Linked DNA regions of Mus musculus: all the other regions are linked to region 1. Evidence: chromatin contacts called from public promoter capture Hi-C data. All regions are on one chromosome and are shown on one strand. The core of a region is the stretch at or near the end of the contact, and the rest is flanking DNA. Distances in the headings are between cores, read along the strand shown.

What was found. Capture Hi-C pulls out chosen DNA fragments and counts their contacts.
Region 2: a promoter capture Hi-C map of adipose tissue shows a contact between it and region 1, with 4 times the contacts expected there. The contact joins the promoter of Wbp11 here to the promoter of Etv6 in region 1. A contact is called at or near these places in 1 of 115 datasets of contacts at active chromatin or transcription factors (large pre-B cells) and 2 of 9 other capture datasets (adipose tissue and liver).
Region 3: a contact with region 1 is called in a promoter capture Hi-C map of liver, with 6 times the contacts expected there. The contact joins the promoter of H4f16 here to the promoter of Etv6 in region 1. A contact is called at or near these places in 1 of 39 promoter capture datasets (liver) and 1 of 9 other capture datasets (liver).

What each region holds. Positions count from the first base shown.
Region 1 is chr6:134,034,099-134,037,213 of GRCm38.p6, reverse strand. Etv6 (ets variant 6) reads right to left here and starts at 1,514. Exons shown (of 8, transcript NM_007961.4): 1 at 1,076-1,514. The coding sequence starts at 1,108. Gm46977 reads left to right here and starts at 1,902. Exons shown (of 4, transcript XR_001785383.2): 1 at 1,902-2,172.
Region 2 is chr6:136,826,658-136,829,772 of GRCm38.p6, reverse strand. It overlaps Wbp11 (WW domain binding protein 11), which reads left to right and starts at 1,557. Exons shown (of 12, transcript NM_021714.4): 1 at 1,557-1,753. It overlaps BC049715 (cDNA sequence BC049715), which reads right to left and starts at 930. Exons shown (of 3, transcript NM_178776.3): 1 at 704-930.
Region 3 is chr6:136,802,787-136,805,901 of GRCm38.p6, reverse strand. H4f16 (H4 histone 16) reads left to right here and starts at 1,471. Exons shown (of 1, transcript NM_175652.3): 1 at 1,471-1,909. The coding sequence starts at 1,523. The coding sequence ends at 1,834.

The DNA of each region.
Region 1 (3,115 bases), core at 265-2,764:
GTATATACATGCACATGCGACTACCTGGAGGCAAAGGCTGTTTGCAAATATCCCTCTTGAACTTAGAGCAGGTCAGGGAGCTCCAAGACTGCAGCTTTTCCACACCAGCTTGGACTGTCAGAGAAGGTCATTTTGCTTAGCTACTTCTTTTCCACCCTTCATCACAGGAGTTTTCTACTTTCAGATTGCTCAACTTTCATATGCACTAGCGTAAAACAACTATTCAGCAACTTTATTCACCTTGGTTTAATTTTTTTTTTCATTGTGCAATGCCCAGGAAAAGCTGACACCAAGACTGTCTTAGGACTTGCAATCACAATCAGAAGAGAAGAGAGGGTAAAATTCTTGTGTGATAGAACGGGGGGGGGGGGGGGAGGAGGGGCGTAAAGAGAGAGAGAGAGAGAGAGAGAGAGAGAGAGAGAGAGAGCATCCTAGTGGAGCCCCTAGAACTTTTTCCCTAGAGACCACCCCTTGGGAACAAAAGTTACAATTCAGTCTCACGTTATGCGTAGGAATAAAGAGAAAGGGTTTTTCTTTTTCCTTTCTTATTTTTAAGCGCACTAATTACGGAGGTGCTCTACAGATCTGAAGACAACCCGGGTTCCTCCTACCAATTGAGAGCGGCATTACATTGTCAAAAAGAAAGGGAGTGGGGCTCTCTTTCTCTCTTGTCCTCTTGGGCTATTACCTTCCCCCTACCTTCCCTATTCCCTTCCCTCTCTCTCCACGTGTTCATGGCCTGCCTCTACTTCTCTACTCTCTCCCTCTCTCTGCTTTTTTCTGCCACAACTACCCTCTTGACTCCCCTCCCCTTGCCCTAAATAAACTCTATTCTATACTATTAAAAAAAGGAAAGAAAGAAAGGGAGTGGGGGGGGGAGGCAGGAGCCCAAGAGGATCTCGGCGGAGAGGGGTGCAGCAAGGTTACACTAAAGGGTACAGCGCGGCCGCGAGCTGCATCTCCTTTTCCCTCGCGCCCCAAATAATTCCCCGCCAGCCTAGCAACTGCACCAGCAGCCCCGGGGTAAGGGGGTTCCGATCGCCCAGCGGAGGAAGGAGGGGAATCCGATCGTTACCTTAATGCTAGACTGAGCAGGAGTCTCAGACATGTCTCACAGCGAAAGGGATCAGGAAGTTCTCAGTTTTTTTCCACTTTCCTTTCCTCTCCCCAACCCAGAAACGCTCGGCGGGGCAGCGGGATGCGGTCGTTTAAGAAGTTTCTTGCAGCATCGCTGGCGGCGGCCGCCCGAGGGGGAGGGGGGGCTCTTCTCAACGCGCGGATTGGGCGCGAGGTGCGGGGGCGTAGGAGCCGGCGAGCACGGCGTGGGGTGTGCGGGTCGCGGCGCGGCGACCCGGGCGCAGCAGGCCGGCCTGGCGTGTCTCCTCCCACCCGCGGCCGGCGCGCCCGCCCTCCCGCGGCGCTCGCTCGCTCGCTCTCTCGCTCCCTCGCTCCCTCCCTCCCTCTCTCTTTCTCGAATGTTTTCCTTCCTGGAAGAGAGAAACTGAAAGGCAGAACTGAGAAAGCTCTCTGCTCATTGATCTTGAGAGTTTCAGGGCAGAAACTGACGTGAATTCCCAGCACCCGGCTCTGCCTCTTAAAGGAGCCACCAGGAAATAAAAGCTCGGGTTACCGCGGGCCGCGGAGAAATCAAAAGGCGTGCGGGGGAGGGGCGCGGGATGCCCACTGGGCCGCCCCGAGGCGGAGGACGCCTTTGGGGAACCTTGCAGCGTGGCCCAAGGACCAGCAAGCCTGGTTCATCTCTCTCCCGACTCCCCTGGCTGCGCCTCAGGAGGACCTGGGCCACGCACAGTAGGGGCTTTTCTGTGCACTCCCAGAGGCGCAAATGCAGCCTGGGGACCGCAGTCTAGGAAGGGGCTTTCCGGGAAGGACGCGGCGCCGCAGGAGGAAGCGAGACAATGGCCTTTGTTCTGCGCGGCGACCGCGGCCGCTTTAAGAGAATCCACCAGGAAATGGGAGCTCGGGTTACAGGCTGCGCACGGGGAAGTGCAGGGCGCGACGCTGGAGACAAAGCCGCGCGGTCGCGCTCCGGCGCAGGGACGCGGCGAGCGGGGGTGCTCCCCGCGACGGGGGCGCCCCACGGCCTGACCTCCCGCCTTCCCCGATTCGAAATCCCCCGGCCATTTAAAGCCACAGCGGCCGCTACCAACCGACGTAGGTGACTGGACTACAAAGTTGACAGGGCGCGTTCCAGCAGATCTTAGCCCTCCCCTGGGCCGCTCCTCGGGCTCGGTCATTGGCGGAGGGGACAGCCCGGGGTCCTGCAGAGGAGGGGCTGCCAGAATCCTGGGGCTGAGGCGCTAGCCTTGAGCACCAGCGTTCCGATCACTCTATTTTTATTGCTATTTATAATCTCTTAAAATGCCCACCGCAGAAGATGGTGTTTAAATTCTAACCCTCTAGTCTATACAGGTTTAATATGTGGATATATAACGAAGAGCTTGATGCACTTCCATTTTGTGCTTTGACGGTAAAATAAACACAAATGTATGCGTGTATGAATGCATTATACTCATCTTCCCTGCTGAGGGTTTCCCAGACTCACCTCTGTATTCCCACCTCTGTAGTTTCTTGGGAAGGAGGCGTGGGGGTGGGAGGAAGCAGTATTGTTTTGAAGTAAAATCTCTCAATGTAACCCTGACTGTCCTGGAACTCTTTCAGGCTGGCCTGGAACTAGTTCTGCCTCTGATCTTTCTTATGTATTTATTTATTTCCTGCACACTTTTCAGCGTCGTAAAAACGTGCTCAGACTTTCATAAACAGAACTTCTGTTCATACATACTCATATTAGGACACTCTAAATGAAATTTTCCAAGAGTCAGGCTGGGAACGCACCCCGTTGCTGATAACAGTAATGTTCTTGGAGGGAACCTCCAAGGTACCACAACCCGTTTTGTCATCTAGTAGCCATATTCACCAAAAGAACTTAGTCTTGTTTATGCTAGGTCCCAACCGGACTGCATTTACCCATTCTTATCTCTCACGAGTACCTACCTTTGCTCCCGTGTTCTTGAAGCTTTTTTGCTGTTGTTTCTTACTGGGAATTTTCGTTGTGTTCCTGTGGTTGTGTTTGTTTTGAGACAGGGTCTGACAATGT
Region 2 (3,115 bases), core at 308-2,807, 2.8 Mb before region 1:
ACAGAGGGATAGGGAGATGGTGGCCAGCCCAGATTATTTATTGAATACTTATTTTTTTTCCCACTAAGTCAAAGGTAGTTTTAGTATGGTACTGATGTTACATTGTTAGGGAACACATTTGTTTTAATATAAATTGTAAATGTTCTATTGGTTATTAATTCATTGTAACATTAGTGCCTATCTACAACATCCTAAAAATTAATATACACCTCAATCAGTTCTTTCAAAGTACTTGATGTCAAAAATTCCCTTAGGACCTTTTCTGTTAAGGATGCTGAAACTAAGTTGAAAAATAACCAAGTGTGAGGGTGTTTTTGGTTTTTTGATTTGTGTTTTTTTGTTTTTGGTTTTTTGTTGTTTTGTTTTGCTTTTTGGTTTTTTTTCGAGACAGACCAAGTTCACACTTTATGAAGATTTCGTTTTAAATGCTTACCTTTAAGGGGAAAGGATGGGGAGGAGTCTTAAGGAATGGGGATGTAGAAGGGAAATATAATAGCTATTTCTGGTTATCAGCTATATCTAGAACAAACCACAATCCAGAATTGGAAGGTTCACCTGTGATCCAGATCTTGAGGCTGGGAAATACAAGTTTCTGACCTTGATCTTGGCATGGAAATCTTGAGGCATAGTGGCTATGTATCCCCAGGAGAGTAAGGTAAGATCTCTGAGTACAAGGCCCAGATCCAGGCGTGGCGGTACACACCTTTAATCTGAACCACACCTTCTTCTGGAGATCTATAAGACATTGGAAGATGGAAGTTTTTCTCTTCCTCCTCTGCTTGCATTTACTTGCCAGCCCATCAGTTGGAATCTACTAGCCTGGTGGGACTGAGCAACTCCTAGATCCTTGGACTTCCCATTCACAGCTGACCATTGTTGGGGAGGTGGACTACAGACCGTAAGTCATCATAACAAAGTCCCTTTCTATATAGAGACTATCCACAAGTTCTGTGACTCTAGAGAACCCTCAAAGGAAGACTTCAGATAAATCTAGAGTGTGCAATGACATCATAAAGGAGTTTGGGTTGATGCAAAGTTCATTTGAAGTGTTATGTAATAACTTCTCCTCTGGAAAATCGACAAATGTACCGTTTCTCTTTTAAAATATACATTTTCGTGTAGATTTATGAGTCTCCCCTAGGAACTATTTGTTCAGTTCATCACATGCTGTAGGTTTAGAGGGCTGATGTTTGCTGAGCACCTTAGACTCGGTGCCCAGTGTTATTACCTAACTTGTTTTCTATGGAAGCATTCCTGAAAAACAGCATCCATTTACACACGACAACTAACACAGATCCAATGGCCGACACAGAAGCGTACGCATACCGCTACCTAGTGTGTCCCCAGAGAGAAGCAGTTGCGGAAATGCGTCAGAATTCTGAGAACAATTGGCCAATCAAATAGCAGCTTCCTTACTTTTTATTTCTATTGGGTTATATTAGTGTCAATCTACAATACTCTGGAATGAGGCGGGTCTCTTGGCCTATAGTTATCCAATCGGATAGTGAATGAGAGCGGAAGTACCTCTGGCTCTGAAGTTGTTGTATTCGCTCTATGGGCCCAGTGCCTGGCAACGCGGTGAGATCGCGGCCAGCGGGAACAGGAAGTGACGTGAGCTGGCGGAGGGGCGCGAGGTTTCAAGATGGCGGTTCCCGGGTGGTTGACCGAGGGGCAGAGGTGAAGGCCCCTTCGCAGAGAGTCCTCCGGGACCGCCCGCTAGCTGCTCTCGCCGTCCCGGGAGCCTCGCAGTCGTGTGAGTGCGTGGGGACTCGGTGCTCCGTTTTCCGCGACCCTCCCCGGGGCCTGCGAAGCCTTCTCTGAAACACCAGGCCCAGAGGCCGCGCTCTTCCTCCGCTGGGCCCGGGGTGGCGGGAGCCTCGGGTTTCAGGGCTCGGGGCCGGCCTGGCACTGCGTCCGACGGGTTCTCGGGCGGGATCTCCCGCCGGGTCAGACCCACCGCCCGAGTGCGGCGACCGGTGGCGGCGGGCTGACGTCTAGCCGCTCGAGTCGCTATCAACCGTCGCTATGGTTTCGGCAGTTGCTGTGAGGCCTCCTGGAGTGGACCCGGACCGGACCGGACCGGTCGGGTTGCGTTTGTGCTGCCTGGGTTCCCATGGTCTTTTGACCTTGTCTCTGCCAACGTTTGCAGGCAGAGGCACTATGGTCTTGTAAAAATTCTCCTTGACTCGTAGCTGATTGGTTTTTAGGTGTGTGTGATGGGATGGCGTCAAAACGAGAGCCCGAGGCTGGTTTAAGAAGGGAAACACTAAAGAAAAGATCAAAAATAGAATTTGTTGTATCCGTGCCTTTTTGTAGTTCCCTATAGTCAGTACCCTTCTCTTCCCTTCTTCCCAAACTCCTGCCCCTTCTGCTTTCTGATAGAGAAACATCTGTAATGACATAATCGACACCGATCAGTTCTGAAATATCTGGGAAGCAGCAGGGAGCCGGCCAGCTGAACGCTTGATGAAAAAAAGCATTAACTAAAACAACTTACAGAGTCCCACCTAAGGAGCCAAGGGAATTAGAGTCTCAAATTTACCTCGGGATCTTCCCTTTCCTAATGTAGAAAGAAAGTAGATTTGTTTAATGCTTAAAGGGGGAGCCACAGGAGATGTAGCCTGTAGGAAAGTGTCGCACACTTTGAACAGGAAATATTTGTTCCTTTTTTTACTATGGGCAAGGCTAATTTTTGGAAGTTTCATTCATTTGGAATGGAAGAGAAAGAAGTGATAATAATGAAAGCCTGGCCTTAAAATATTTCCCTACCGTGACTACCACTTTTAATTCCCTCAAAATACATAAATCAGGAGTCATATGTGCTAGTAAGAATATACTTTAATGTTAAGTTTGAGGAGTTCTAATACTTCATTTTTTATTTCTTTTGTTTGAGAGTCATAAATCATTTGATTTGGTATTAAATCAAGATAAATATGTTTGAATGGATTGCATTTTGCCATCTGGCGTGTGGAATGAGCAGTCTAAGGAGAAAGTAAAGAGCATGTATTTGTCTTTAACCCAGATTCATTATCTCCACTCCTGTTTCATATCCCCTTATACAGGTCGGAAAGATGTCCTCAGGGTTTGCATTGCATTGTTAGAATATTTCTCAATT
Region 3 (3,115 bases), core at 222-2,721, 2.8 Mb before region 1:
TAATGCTCCTAAGCATTCGATAGGTTATATATTCTAAGTCAATGTGTATGGAAACCTCTGGTGCAGTTTTGGGGAAGAAAGCTCTAGAATATCTTCTGTAAACCATCTTAAATGTATGTTTATGGAAAGGTCTCTTTGCTTTCTTTTTGCTTTTCTCTCTTTTTTTTGTGTGTGTTGTTGTTGATTGTTTGTTTGTTTGTTGACACACAGTTTTACAAATTTGAATAAGTATTCTGGCAGCAGCTTTCATTTTGGTAAGAATTCTGAAGAGCAAGGGATTTAAAATCATGAGGTAAAATTCAATGATTAAGGCTTCTTCCCCCTCCAGCTATCCTAGAGCTCAATCTCTAAGAGACAGGGAGGGGACAAACAAATGAAATGCTGTTTGAGTTGTGGAACTAATGGGAATTGTAAAGTACTACAAACTAAACGCATTTATCCTGCTGCCTTTTTCTTTTTTTTTAAGATTTATTTATTTATTATATGTAAGTACACTGTAGCTATCTTCAGACACACCAGAAGAGGGCATCAGTTCTCATTACAGGTGGTTGTGAGCCACCATGTGGTTGCTGGAATTTGAACTCAGGACCTTCAGAAGAGCAGTCAGTGCTCTTCACCACTGAGCCATCTCTCCAGCCCAAAACCTGCTGTCTTTAAAAACGAAACAAACTTAAGGACAGTCCTGTTATTCGGAGTCATGCTTTTGACTTCTGGTACTTTACAAGCTATTTGAGTGGGGAGGAGGGGAAATGTATTTGAGTCTGTCTAGCCTAGGCTGGCCCCAGCTCTTGGCAATCCTGCCTCAGCCTCCGGAGAGCCTAAATTACAGATGTGAGTCACCAGGTCTCTTTTAAACGCAAGCAACAAGGACCTCGGATCTAAATGACAAGTTACAATAGTTCAGCTAAGTAACTATAGGAACAATTGGCTGAAAAGCGAATACCAATGTGTTTGCAATGCAGGAGCAGAAAATCCATACACTGCAGAAACAGTTGAAACCAAATAGGAAGTGGGAACTAGCATAATTTTCTTATCGTGGCCACAAAAGAAAGGCACTAAAACACTTCTATCCCCTCAAAAGACTCTCTCGTGAAAATGTAAACTGCTTCGGTATAAGACCTAGTAAGCTAGATTTCTATTGCTAGCTTCTTTTCATTTTCACATTAAAGTTGTGTAAAAACAAGCATGCTGCTTAGAAAATACCGAATCAGCGTGCACTGAAGATAACAAGCATGATGCGCCGTTTTTATTTGTGCTAAAAAAAAAAAAGAGGAGAAATAGATTGTTACCTTATATTATTTAAACTTTCAAATGTGCTAGGGTTCCTGGAATTTGGAGAGGGAACCGAAAGGGTTTTATGGTTCTTGGGAGACAGCAGAGCACAAAGAGCCAGGGGGTGGAGTCTAGAGCTCCGCCCACTCCTTGCTGTTTTCAATCAGGTCCGCTCCCAGGAAATATAAGCTCTTGCTCGGCGGCGGATTACTGTAGTTTCTCCTGTCTCTTTATTAGGTTGTTTACTAATATGTCAGGACGAGGAAAAGGCGGCAAGGGTCTGGGGAAAGGTGGCGCCAAGCGACACCGCAAGGTTCTCCGCGACAACATCCAGGGCATTACCAAGCCCGCTATCCGGCGGTTGGCTCGGCGTGGCGGCGTGAAGCGCATCTCGGGTCTCATCTACGAGGAGACTCGCGGTGTCCTCAAGGTTTTCCTTGAGAATGTGATCCGCGACGCCGTCACCTACACCGAGCACGCCAAGCGCAAGACGGTTACGGCTATGGACGTGGTGTACGCGCTCAAGCGCCAGGGCCGCACTCTGTACGGCTTCGGCGGCTAAGCGAGCCCTCCTGTGCCTAGGCCGTTCCCTTGGCCGGCTTCCCCCATCCACAAAGGCCCTTTTCAGGGCCCACAAAGCATCAGAAAGGAGCTGTGGACATTTGTAGTTCTCACTAGTTATGAGCGTCTCATTACTTTTTGTATTTGGTATGCTTTGTCTTGTATGCAAATTGAGCTGCCTGGGTGCACTTTTTCATTGGAGGACTTGGGCTGGTGGCCCCGCCTACCGCCTGGGACCTGCTCAGAATGCTTGCGGAGTGGTCTGCGTGAATGAGTTTTTTTAGGTGTCTGTTGAGTTGACAGCCCCAGAGTGCTAGGGTGCAGCCTCTGCGGACGCTCTAAAAAGGGGAAAAAAGCTCCTGTAGAGACAGTGGACCTGAATGAGGGCAGGTGTGGAGGCTTGGAACCCCACAATAAAGTCACCCTGTAGCTTAAACTTGGCTTTCTCAGCTGTAGCTGTTTCTCTGCCTTAAGCACGTGGGTTTGGGGGAAGAGGAGCACTCGGATGTCTACCATTTAGTTCAGGCTGGTATAAGTCTTTCGGTGGTCCTTCTGTTTCAGCTTCCACAGACCATATGTGTCTCATTTAAGTCTTCAGAGTAGGTTAGTCACAGCCCTTGCTGCTCCTTCAAAGTACTTGTATTCGATGCTCCATACCCAGATGGGTTTAACTCTGGATCCAGGAAGTCGCTTCCTTAGGCCCCTGGACTCAGGTCTGCTTACCGGCTTTCTGTACACATTACTCAAAACGGTAGTTTTGTTTTTCAGATCTCTAGGTTTTTACATCTGATGTTTACGGGTCTTCTCACTGGCTGAAGAAATAGGAGACTGTTCCTACAGTTCCTGGAGCAGGAACCTGGCATTTCATTAAGATATGGTTATCTCGTGTTCAATGCTTTCTGTGTGGCAGAAACTTGGTGCGGTCTTTCAGCAGATTTATTTTAAGTGTTGATAGTGAGTACAGCTGTGGATGAGACAACGAAGGCTAAAATTTTGGAGCCTAGATTTGAACTCTGCTCTGTGCGATTTTACACAACCTCGTTTTATGTGCCACTGGTGTTTTTGTTTGTTTGTTTGTTTTGTTTTGTTTTGTTTTTTGTTTTTGCGAGAGTCTTCTCTGCCCCTGTGGGCTGACACTTCACTTCTAGAGTCTGAGCATACATAACACTGATACCATTAGTCTAGTGAACTCATTTTCTTAAAGCAAGTGAAAAATGAGATGTTTATTTTTCTGTCTTGAGAAATATTTCAGTTACAGTTATATGGTTTTTATTTTCTTATA